Regions from separate parts of the Mus musculus genome. Here region 2 is linked to region 1. Evidence: chromatin contacts called from public HiChIP or PLAC-seq data. All regions are on one chromosome and are shown on one strand. The core of a region is the stretch at or near the end of the contact, and the rest is flanking DNA. Distances in the headings are between cores, read along the strand shown. Region 1 has its middle 16 kb from the start of Ldlrad1. Region 2 holds the start of Yipf1 (Yip1 domain family, member 1).

The links. HiChIP or PLAC-seq counts read pairs in DNA pulled down with a chosen protein or histone mark.
Region 2: an H3K4me3 HiChIP or PLAC-seq map of bone marrow-derived macrophages shows a contact between it and region 1, with 2.5 times the contacts expected there. The contact joins the promoter of Yipf1 here to the enhancer-like site in region 1. A contact is called at or near these places in 3 of 39 promoter capture datasets (frontonasal cranial neural crest, liver and macrophages), 5 of 484 Hi-C or Micro-C datasets (the AML12 cell line, the CH12 cell line, embryonic stem cells and 2 more), 11 of 115 datasets of contacts at active chromatin or transcription factors (the 230-238 cell line, the SCID.adh cell line, bone marrow-derived macrophages and 6 more) and 3 of 9 other capture datasets (adipose tissue, liver and pancreatic islet).

The regions. Positions count from the first base shown.
Region 1 is chr4:107,222,994-107,227,933 of GRCm38.p6, reverse strand. No RefSeq gene overlaps it. Among named protein-coding and RNA genes, the nearest start is that of Ldlrad1, 16 kb to the right of the region's middle. Within about 2 kb of position 1,448, at least 6 of the 459 cell types and tissues checked have an H3K27ac peak or open chromatin away from gene starts, as enhancers often do. A contact at or near this core is called in bone marrow-derived macrophages, where this site is marked.
Region 2 is chr4:107,311,243-107,316,452 of GRCm38.p6, reverse strand. Yipf1 (Yip1 domain family, member 1) reads right to left here and starts at 2,090. Exons shown (of 10, transcript NM_145550.3): 1 at 1,991-2,090; 2 at 611-690. The coding sequence starts at 641.

The sequences.
Region 1 (4,940 bases), core at 199-2,698:
ACTTTTGAAAATTATACTAGACCCCAAGTTAGTTGTTTTTAATCTACTAGGTATCAAGTCCTGTCTAGGCTTATACTCTCTTTACTAGAAAAGAGAAGGGCTGGCGAGATATCTCAGTGGGTTAGAGCACTGCCTGCTCTTCTGAAGGTCCTGAGTTCAAATCCCACAACCACCTGTAATGAGATCTGATGCCCTCTTCTGGTGCGTCTGAAGTCAGCTACAGTATACTTATGTAGGAAGTGCAGCAGAAATCAGATGGTATGAAAGGGGAAAGTGGATTGATGGAATAGAGAGGGTTAAAATTAGTGAGAAATGTGTTAACATCCTAGAGAAGAAAGTACGAGGAAGATTGATAATATAAATAAATCTTTGGGCTAGAACAAGCAGGGACTGAGCGAACGGAGTTGATCAGAGCAAATGGGGCCGACCAGAATGAGCAGAGATGACCACAGTGAGCAGAGGTCCTAAAAATTCAATTCCCAACAACCACATGAAGGCTCACAACCATCTGTACAACTACAGTGTACTCACATACATAAAACGAACAAATAAATCTTAAAAAAAAAAAAAAAAAAGAAAAGAGAAATTACAGTCAAGAGTTCCTGAGATGACTTGACTGGGCAGGAGTGCCTGTGTGCTGGACTGAAGATATGAGTTTGAGCCCTGGATCCCACAAAGTGACAGATAGAACTGATTCCTGTGAGCTGTGTTTTGACCTTCACATGTTTACCGTGGTGTAAACATGCCTGCACTCACACACTTATAAACAATAAACAGTAAACAAATGAGCTGTAGAGAGAATATCTTAAGTATTATATGGATGCATCACCTGTCAATTAAAAAACCTACGGCCGATAGGAACAGGTAGAATAGATGGTGGGACATCCGGATGGCAGGAAGGATTCTGGGATAGAGCCAGGCATATGAGATCTGCCTGAGGAAGATAACTGAGAATAAGTGGGGGTAATTTAAGTTATGATCTAATAAGAGAAAAGCCTAGCTATATAGCAAGGTATTTGAAAATGTATTTTGAGTCTGAGTCTTATTGCTGGGAGGTGAAACTTCTGCATAAGCAAATAAACAAATAGTCCCAGGCCTATCCTGATATCAGGGTGATGGCACCAGACTTAGTGTGTGCCTCTGTAGCTGACCTCAGGTCAGCTCCTGCTCTGACAGTTTCCTTTCTTCCAAATTTCAAAGATGATTATTCAGGGCCAGATGGATCAGTTCTAGGCTGAGAATCAGAAAATCCAGTCTAGACCTTCTTTCTTCTACTCAGTAAATCTTTCCCTTGCTGCCTTGGTCTCCTTATCTGTAAAATGTAGTTAACAATGGACTCCTGATTGTGAGTGGGAGTGCAAGCCTACCCCAGATATTACAATTATGAATCCTAGAGCATGGTAACAACTATTTATTTTATAAATGGGGAAGCTGAGGTTCACTGTGGTTGTCAGCCTTGTGTCGAGGTGACTCAGATATGGCGCCCAGATGTGGTCAAACACCAGCCTACATGCTGCTTTGAAAATGTGTTGTTGTTTTCTAAGGATCAAATTCAGGGCCTCATATATAAAGCAAACACTTACCCTGAGCTACATATCTAGCACCAGTTTTTTCTTTTGATTATAATTACATTTCCCACTTCTTTCTCCCTCCAAACTCTCCCATGTGTGTCTCTTTGTTCTCTTTCAAATTTATGGCCTCTTTTTAAAAATTGTGTTTTTATATATTTTTAATATATCTTTTATATATATTTATGTGTATATATTATACATATATATTCCAAAATATCAGCTCCTTTTTAAAATATGAGCTTAACATTGAAATTAGTAAATGTTGATTAAAACAGATTTCCCATCAAAATATGCATATCATGCAAACAGCTTTGAGAGAAAAGACAAAGACCACGTGAAGAAGGGAGACTTGTAGCCTGTTGGCCCGCCACAAATGCTTCAGACTTGCCAGCCCCTGTATTGGCACAGGCCAGTTCACTAAAAGAAGTCTCTCAGACAGGTACTGCTAGAGAAGATGGATGGAGTGATGTGATGGATAAATGGATGGATGGACAGACAGATGGTCGATGGACAGAAATACACACAGAGAAACACCTGTTCTGCTTCTCTGGGGGAACCTGGCCAGCACAGTCATCCCTTTACAATTATTGGGCACCTAGAGCAGGCCCAGGTAGGCAGAGCAAATGAGACAATTTCTGCCCTCAAGTAACTGCTTTCTGCCTGATTTTATTCTTACCTTTGGCATCTGTTCTTCCAGTCACATAGTCACATTGTCACATCGTCCTCTTAATTAAGAAAAAGCAGACAAGTGACTTTCCACCTCCTGCTGAGTGTAGCCAATACTATGATGTCTGCATGCTTTGGGAAGTGTGAGTCCACAGCAAGATGTTCAAATGGGTAATCAAAAGCTGTGAGGCGAGGATGTTTCCCAAGTGATAACGATGCCCAAGTGGGTTTGAAGGAAGCATATGAGCTAGCAAGTCTCAGAGGACAGAGGCCAGGCCTTTAGGGTTCTCTGGAGCATGCAAACTAGTGACAGTACTTCCACACGTGGAGTTCAGGGGAGCTGTGGGTGAGCAGAGATGTCGGAGTGGAGAGTTGTGTGATAAAGCTAGAGCCGTCACCGAGGACCGATTCCGGGAGATCGTAGAGTACTGAGGAACTTAGCCTGGCAGGGATCCATGCTTCAGAAAGGAGCCTCCAAGGCTGATGTGGAGGGCAGGCCATAGGAGAGCCATGTGAGACGTGAGGTGAGGCAGAGGGATGTGGAATAGAACGTGCTCTTTCACTCGTGTTGTGTTGCTGAAGCACCTACTACCAGGCAGGCTCTCTGCTTCGTGATGAAGAGCTAGAATAGACAGACAAGCTGGGCTGGTGGCACACGCCTTTAATTCCAGCACTTGGGAGGCAGAGGCAGGCAGATTTCTGAGTTTGAGGCCAGCCTGGTCTCCAAAGTGAGTTCCAGGACAGCCAGAGCTACACAGAGAAACCCTGTCTCAAAAAAACAAGCAAACAAAACAAAACAAAACAAAAAACAAACAAAAAAAAAAAAACCCAGAATAGACAGAGAGCATAGCTGGGGGCTGGGGGGAAGTAGTGACGGAGCTGAGAGAAATTAGTGCCGGTCAGTGATGAGTCAGAGGTGAGAATAAAATCAGACTTCTGCAGTTACCCTCATATTCCAAAAGGAAGAAAGGAATTCCTCAAATAGATGACTACCGATGGGGCCCTAGAGGGTGGCAGTATCTAGAGGGAGGCAGAGAATGAAGGGTTTAGTGAGAAGAGATGGTCAAACAGGAAGACAGAACAGTGTGCCATTATGGGAACTAAGGAAAACAAGAATGACCAAGAAAGCTTCTGAGCAGAAAAGGCACAGGAGACAGACACGGGCAACTTGACTGGAAGTAGAGAAGGCAGTCAGGAAAACCTGATGTGTGGGGGCTGATTGTCAAAAAAGACTGAGGCATGACCCATGCTGGTATGCTATGAGGAACAAGCCCAAGAAGAAAACAGTCTGTGGCCTCAGAGATCCAGTCACCCCTGTCCTTACCTTGCAGGACAGTAGTGGCCGGGCCAGCTCAACCATCATAGCTCACAAGAGGAAGCCAGTGTCCAACTCTGCTTCCAGACTTGTTGAGGTGGCTAAAAACTGACCCCACAAGGAACAGCCAAGGCTATGGGACAGCTTGAGATGCCTCTTGGGAGACTATCCCCAGGTTGTAAAGGAAGGCTTTCCTGAAACCAAGGGAACAAATACCTTTTCTGGATCTAGACTGACCTGAAAAAAATCTGAAAATCTGGTAGAATCAGCTTTGCAGAGCCTCCGCTGTCAGGAAGGAGCCAGTCCCTCATTCTTAGAAGCATGCAGACTCAGTGGCTTTTACGTAGGGCTGGTGTGCAGGAAATGTAGTCTTTAGCTGGTGTGTGTGTGTGTGTGTGTGTGTGTGTGTGTGTGTGTGTGTGTGTGTGTGTAATCGGTGATCTTAAGCAGAAGGCGGGGTAGATGAGCCACCTCGAGGCAGACAAGGGATGGGCCAGCTCTTCCAGGCATTGTAGCCAGTAAGGGGTGGGGCCAGCTTTCCAGAACCAGAGCCAGCTCTCTGATGCTGCCCAGGCAAGAGGCAGTGCCAGCTCTCCAGGGTGTGGTGGTGGATGAGAGGCGGGGCCTGCTCAGCACAGTGCTGTGACATCAACATGGCCTCAGGAATAGTCCAGACCAGGACATCCACATGACCTTTGGTGGTAACATGGGCCTGGGACATCAACACATACCCCAGCTGTGATAGGACCAAGGACCCAGACATGGCCCCTGGTGGAAGCATGGGCCGTGTTCATTCCAGTGGCAGCAGACCAGTTTGCCTCCCCCCAATTCCCTCAGCATCAACACGCCCACAGAACATCAACATGGTCTCAGGCAGCAGCCCAGACCACTGACATCCAGATGGCCTTAGGTGGCAACACAGTCCATAGATATCAGCATAGGCCCCAACTGAGGTAGGACCACGGACTGGACATGGCCCTTGGCAGCAGCTTGGATGCACACATCACCATGGTGATTGTGCCAGCAATTCATAGTTGCCTGCTCCTCACCCCTGTTGCTTCTCCAGTTCTGCCTCTTTCCACAGTGTGTGAACCATTCAGCTTCGCTTGCCATCTCTCCAACAAATGCTCCAGCTGACCCATCTCACCGCCATCAAAGTTGCTCCTCAAAGTGGCGCTGGCCAGGCTGGCCACAGGGCCCGGATGAGTGCTCGGGTGTCTTTCTTCTGGCTACTCAAAAGCTGAAGGGGCCAGGCAGGCCTGCTGGTAATTCTTTTAATGTCTCATTTTCTTAATCTGTATGTTTGTGTGTGTGTGTGTGTGTGTGTGTGTGTGTGTGTGTACCTGTACACTCACACACTATTATATACATGCATAGTCTCACACTCT
Region 2 (5,210 bases), core at 841-3,340, 88 kb before region 1:
GTTGGGAGCCACCTGAAGGGAATGGGAACTGGGAGTCTCGGCTAGAGAGCTTCCCCAGCACAAATGCTGTTATGGGTGGTCTGAAACAAGATGGAGAATTGTGGTGTGACAGTATTTGCACAAGAAGTTACTTCTACTTTAATATCAAATCTCCATCAGACAGTGGGGAGTCTGTGACGTCACACTGCCCGGATTCCAGTCCTGGCTGACTGGTTTAGTAACTGTGTGACTCTTAGGCAGATAGCTTGATTTCCTTAGTGCCTCGGTTTCCTTACTGAAAAGACAAGCAGAATGATTACTTTAAAAAGCCCGATATGAGAAGGATTACATGAGTCGTCCCCTGTAAAGTGTTTACAACGGTGCCTGCACAGCGAGTGCTCAGAAAAGATGAGGCAACTGCTAACTCCTAGTTTTTGCTGCCTGCTGCCCATCAGAAGAGTTCCGTGAGAAAAATAAGCAAACTAGAAAAACCTGGGCGTGCCCAACAGCCTCTTACCAAGATGATTGAAATAAAATCCTTTACAGTATGGCATGTGGCAGTAATAAAATTTGTAGCTGTGGCAGAGGAAAATGTGATCACAAGATAAAGGGGGAGGCCCGCCTGCCGTACCTTCAAACTGTAAGTCATCCACAGCTGCCATTCAGCCAGAGGCTCTTCTCCCAAGGGTAAGGTAGAAAACGTTCCGGGGTCTAAAACAAAGAAATATGTAAGCTTAGGAAAATGGAACACTCTGCAAAAAGAATTCATAGTAAAAGAATTTTGAGAGCCAGCTGTAGTGGTAGTGCATGCCTTTAACCTCAACACTGTGGAGGCACATCTCTGTGAGTTTAAGGGTGGCCTGCCCCACATAGTGGGTCAGAAACTAAAAATGATTACTACCATCTCTTTATCTTCTGTGGCTATGGGATTCAGTTCTTTCCTTCTACCTTAGGGACCCAGAATGGGACTAGGACCATGCTTGGGGACAGCCACCTTTACCTGCTGAGCAATCCCTCCCCCCCACACACACACTTGCCTACTCTTTCAACGGGGACTGATAGTTTATATAACTATCACAGGTCATACAACTTGATATTTATATTAATATAGCTCAGGAAGAGAGTTGGTATAGAGCTGAGCAGCCTCTCGGAGTTAAAGAAGAGGAGTGAGCTGGAGAATAAGGGAACTGCACCTGGGAATAGAGTATGTGACGGGTGAGAACTGAACACAGGAGAGTCGAGAAGCACTCAGGACTCTGTGAGTGGATGTCCAGCCCAGCCTGTGATCAGGACATCTGTGAGCGGAATCCACCCAGTGCAGGGAAGAACCATCCAGAGCGACACTGGACAGCCTACAGAGGAACCGAAAGCTGGTGTGGTAGCTCATTTGAATGTTTGCCTAGCAAGTACAAAGTCCTGGGTTCAATACTCAGGACCTACAAAATCTGGTGCATGCCGGCGATCCCAGCACCTAGGAGACGGAGGCAGGAGACTGAGTAAGTTTAAGGTTATCCTAGACTATCTGGTGAGCTCGGAGACCATGAGTTAGAAGAGTGTCCTATCAACAAAAAGAGACTGGCTGCGGGGGACACTCGCTGCCGCGTGAATGTTTAGGGGCCAGATGCAGCCTGGAGATGGAAGAAAATGGAAGGGGAGCCTAGGGTTTGGGAGAGGTGGTGGGGAAAGCATTCCAGTGCAGCCGGCTTAAGGTCCCAGACAGACCTGGGTTTGAGTCCCGATTCTGTTGTTTCTCTGCTGTGTGTGCGCTCCTTGAGGCTCCCCATCTGTAAAATGGGTTCGTGAAGGTGTCTAAACCATTCTATAAGGTAGTGCGTGTAAGGAGCTTAGCGAAGAGCCAGGCAATTAGTAGCTCTTAACTGTTAGCGACCCTGCAGTCAGGGATCTAGGGATGCACAGACAGGGTTTGGGTGGTGGTGGGGGATGCTTGAGCAACAGAGGACAGGGAGGGTAGGAGATTCCCCAACTGACCCAGAAGCCCTGACGCCCTCACCTCTCAGGAAGAGGTCCAACTGTCCAGGAAAGGTTGGGGCCTGGGATGCTCTGCACTGGTAGCCGGTCAGTCCAATCCCGGAAGCCGGAGATCCGGGGGAGGGTGTTAGATTTCTCCGCCTCCTCCGGGCAGAGCACCGCCTCCTCTCTTAAAGCAAACGCGGTCACCCAGCGAAGACTCGGAAAACGCGGAAGACACCGGAGCGCCAAGTAACTCGGTGCTGAGTCCCGCCCTCTCGGTGGTCTTAAAGAGACAGGCGAAGTGGGGCGAATTCTCAGGAGTTCGGGAGTGTTTTACTCATTGTTTATACGTTTTACTTATGCAAAGAGAAAAATGAAAAAGAAAAAGAAAATAGGTCACCAGTTCCTGGTTTCTCTGGCCATGAAAACTTAACCAGCGAGGAAGGCACCATAGCAGATGGCTTGTGAATCAAAGAAGTTCTTTTGTCACTGTTCACAGAGGGCTGGCCCCTCAGCTGTACCACCTAGGTGTCTGACAGTCACCTCGAAAACAGCAGGACTTAACAACATTGGCATAGTCTGGCAAGCGACCTTGTGGTTTGCTTCCTACCTGGACCTCCAGGCTTGGAAAACTGTCTCCCCCTGCCCATAGGGGATGCTATCGTCTCCTCTGGGACTCCTGTTGCTCTGCTAATCCCCTGGGCTTCACCCTGCTTTGGCAATGCTTGCCTGAATTCTGTTTGCTTATCTTTGCCAGCCTGTGAACACTGAGAACAAAAAGATCCGGAATGGTTCTAGTCTCCGGGTGGCCAGTACCAGCCAAGGCAGTAGCATACAATTACTGTTCACAGTATTCTATCACGGACTGAAAGGGTCCCTAGACAGTTTTTGCTGTCTGGGAGGGAGCAGTGTAAACAGCAGACACTTGATTCACAGCTCATACAAGGAGACCAGTGTCTTTAGCTTCACCTGCAGGGTACTTCCAATTTGACTTCTAACATACTCTGAATATCAGTCATGATTGATAATGTTTTTTTTTCTTTTTAAAAAAAGAGTTGCTTATTTATTTTATGTATGTGAGTATGCCACTGTCTTCAGACACACCCCAGAAGAGGGCATTAGATCCCATTACAGATGGTTGTGAGCCACCATGTGGTTGCTGGGAATTGAACTCTGGATCTCTGGAAGAGCAGTCAGTGCTCCACTGAGCCGTCTCTCCAGATAATGTTTTCCTAACTGGCAAGCTGTCAGGTGTAATAACACACATTAGTTAATATAATTCATATGGAGGGGCTTTGTCTATGCAGGACCTCCAACTCTCAGAACAATGCTGCAAACCCGAGGGGGGCGCCCTTATTATATAAGGGGGTAACTGGGCTCAGAGTGCATGTGGAGCACTGTTGTTGAATGTCCGGAATGAACATCAGCTTATGAACTCAGACGTGCAAGCATGCCCAACACCTCTTCTGTCTCACATTCGCTCATTTGCTGCTAACCTCACCCCCACTGATCTTACTCCAGCTACAGACCCTGAGAAAAGGCCACCCCAAATGCTCGCTATGGGCTCCTCATCTTCTTCATGACCAAAGCAACTTGGCAGGGAAAGAGTTGACGTGGCTTACACGTCCCAGTCCTAGTTCATCACTGAGGGAAGTCAGGGCACAACTGTGGAGGAATGCTGCTTACTGGCTTGCCTTCTCACACCACCCGGTACCACCTGCCCAGGGGTGACACAACCCATAGTGGGCTGGGTCCCACCACATCAATCATCAATCAAGAAAATGCCCCACGGACTTGCCTACGGGCAATCTGATAGGGGCAAATGCTCACTTGAGAGTCTCTCCTGGGGGGGCTTAACCCAATGATGGGGTTCCAGGCACACATAACCATACCTAGCCCTTTATGTGGGTGCTGGAGATTCGCACTCGGGTCCCCATGCTATGACCCACAAGTCATCCCCTCAGCCCCAGTACCCAGCCTTTGGAACCAGTGCACCCGAGTCAGAAAGCAGCGGCAGCCCCATGGCTGGTGATACAATGGGTGGGACATGGGGGGAGGGGCAGGCTGGCAGCATCACAATTCCTAAAGACTCTGAGAAGAGATGCACATCGAAGACAAGGTGCTGAGGCCCTGGAAGAGCAAGAGGCCAATGCTGACAATAGTTAAGAAACAGACTGGGTGCCGGGCGTAGTGGCGCACGCCTTTAATCCCAGCAGAGGCAGGCGCTGCTTGAGACAGGGTCTTGCTCTGTAGACCAGGCTGGCTTTGCATTCATAACGATTCCCCCTGCATCTTCCCCCTAAAGTGCTGGGATTAAACTGTATGATACCGTGCTTAGCCTGCAGACTAGTTTTTCTTAGCTTTATTGGAAGCCCTGAGAAAAAAGGGTCAGAGCAGCCAGCTGCCATCTTAAGGCACATTGTGGACACCATAGTGTCTCTGTAGAAACTTTGAAGGAGACTTGTTATGTTTTGTTTTGTTTTGCTTTGCTTTGTTTTTTTTTTTTTTTCAAAAAAAAAAAAAAAAAGCTGCCTGAAAATCAGTTTATTGCTAGGAGGGCCAAGTGTCAAAGAGTCCCCAAGGCAGTTTCTTAGTCACCTCCATCAAAGTACCAGCACACACAGGAGAAGTGGAAACCTGAGAATTGGATGTAGACATTTGGGTAGAAAAGCCATGCACACACAACTCCCCACTCCCATACTCCCTTGGGTCTCCCTTAGAGGCAGAAGCAATGTTTTTTCTGTTACCCGAGAAAGAAATCTCCCCTTGCTTACAGATGCTATAACAGTGCCAGGTAACTTTCTGTAGCAACAAATACCCAAGCAAACCAATTTAAGAGTGGCAAGGTTTTGTGTAAGTTCATGGTTCCCAGGGTTCAGTGTTGTAGGATATTTGATCACATTGTGAACCCCAAGATTGTGAACTGCAAAAACGTCCTCTTGTTATGGTGTGGCTCAGCCCTAGCACACACCTTTAACCCAAGACCTTTCTGTAAATAGGATTAAATAAAGTCAACCATAGGTCAAGAGGCAGGGCAAGCAACCAGTAGACAGGGAGTGAACCTAGGAAAATGCAGGAAAGAGAAAGGAGAGTCTCTGAGCTGAAGAGCAGTCAGTGCTCTTACCCGTTGAGCCATCTAGCCAGCCCCTCAAGTGAAACTTCTTATCTTCTGGCCTCCAACCCTTGCCTTCTAGACGCTTCTGCTAGGACTTGTGTAGGCTGAGACAAGCTCCTCACATGCACCGTCTGACAGGACTCTG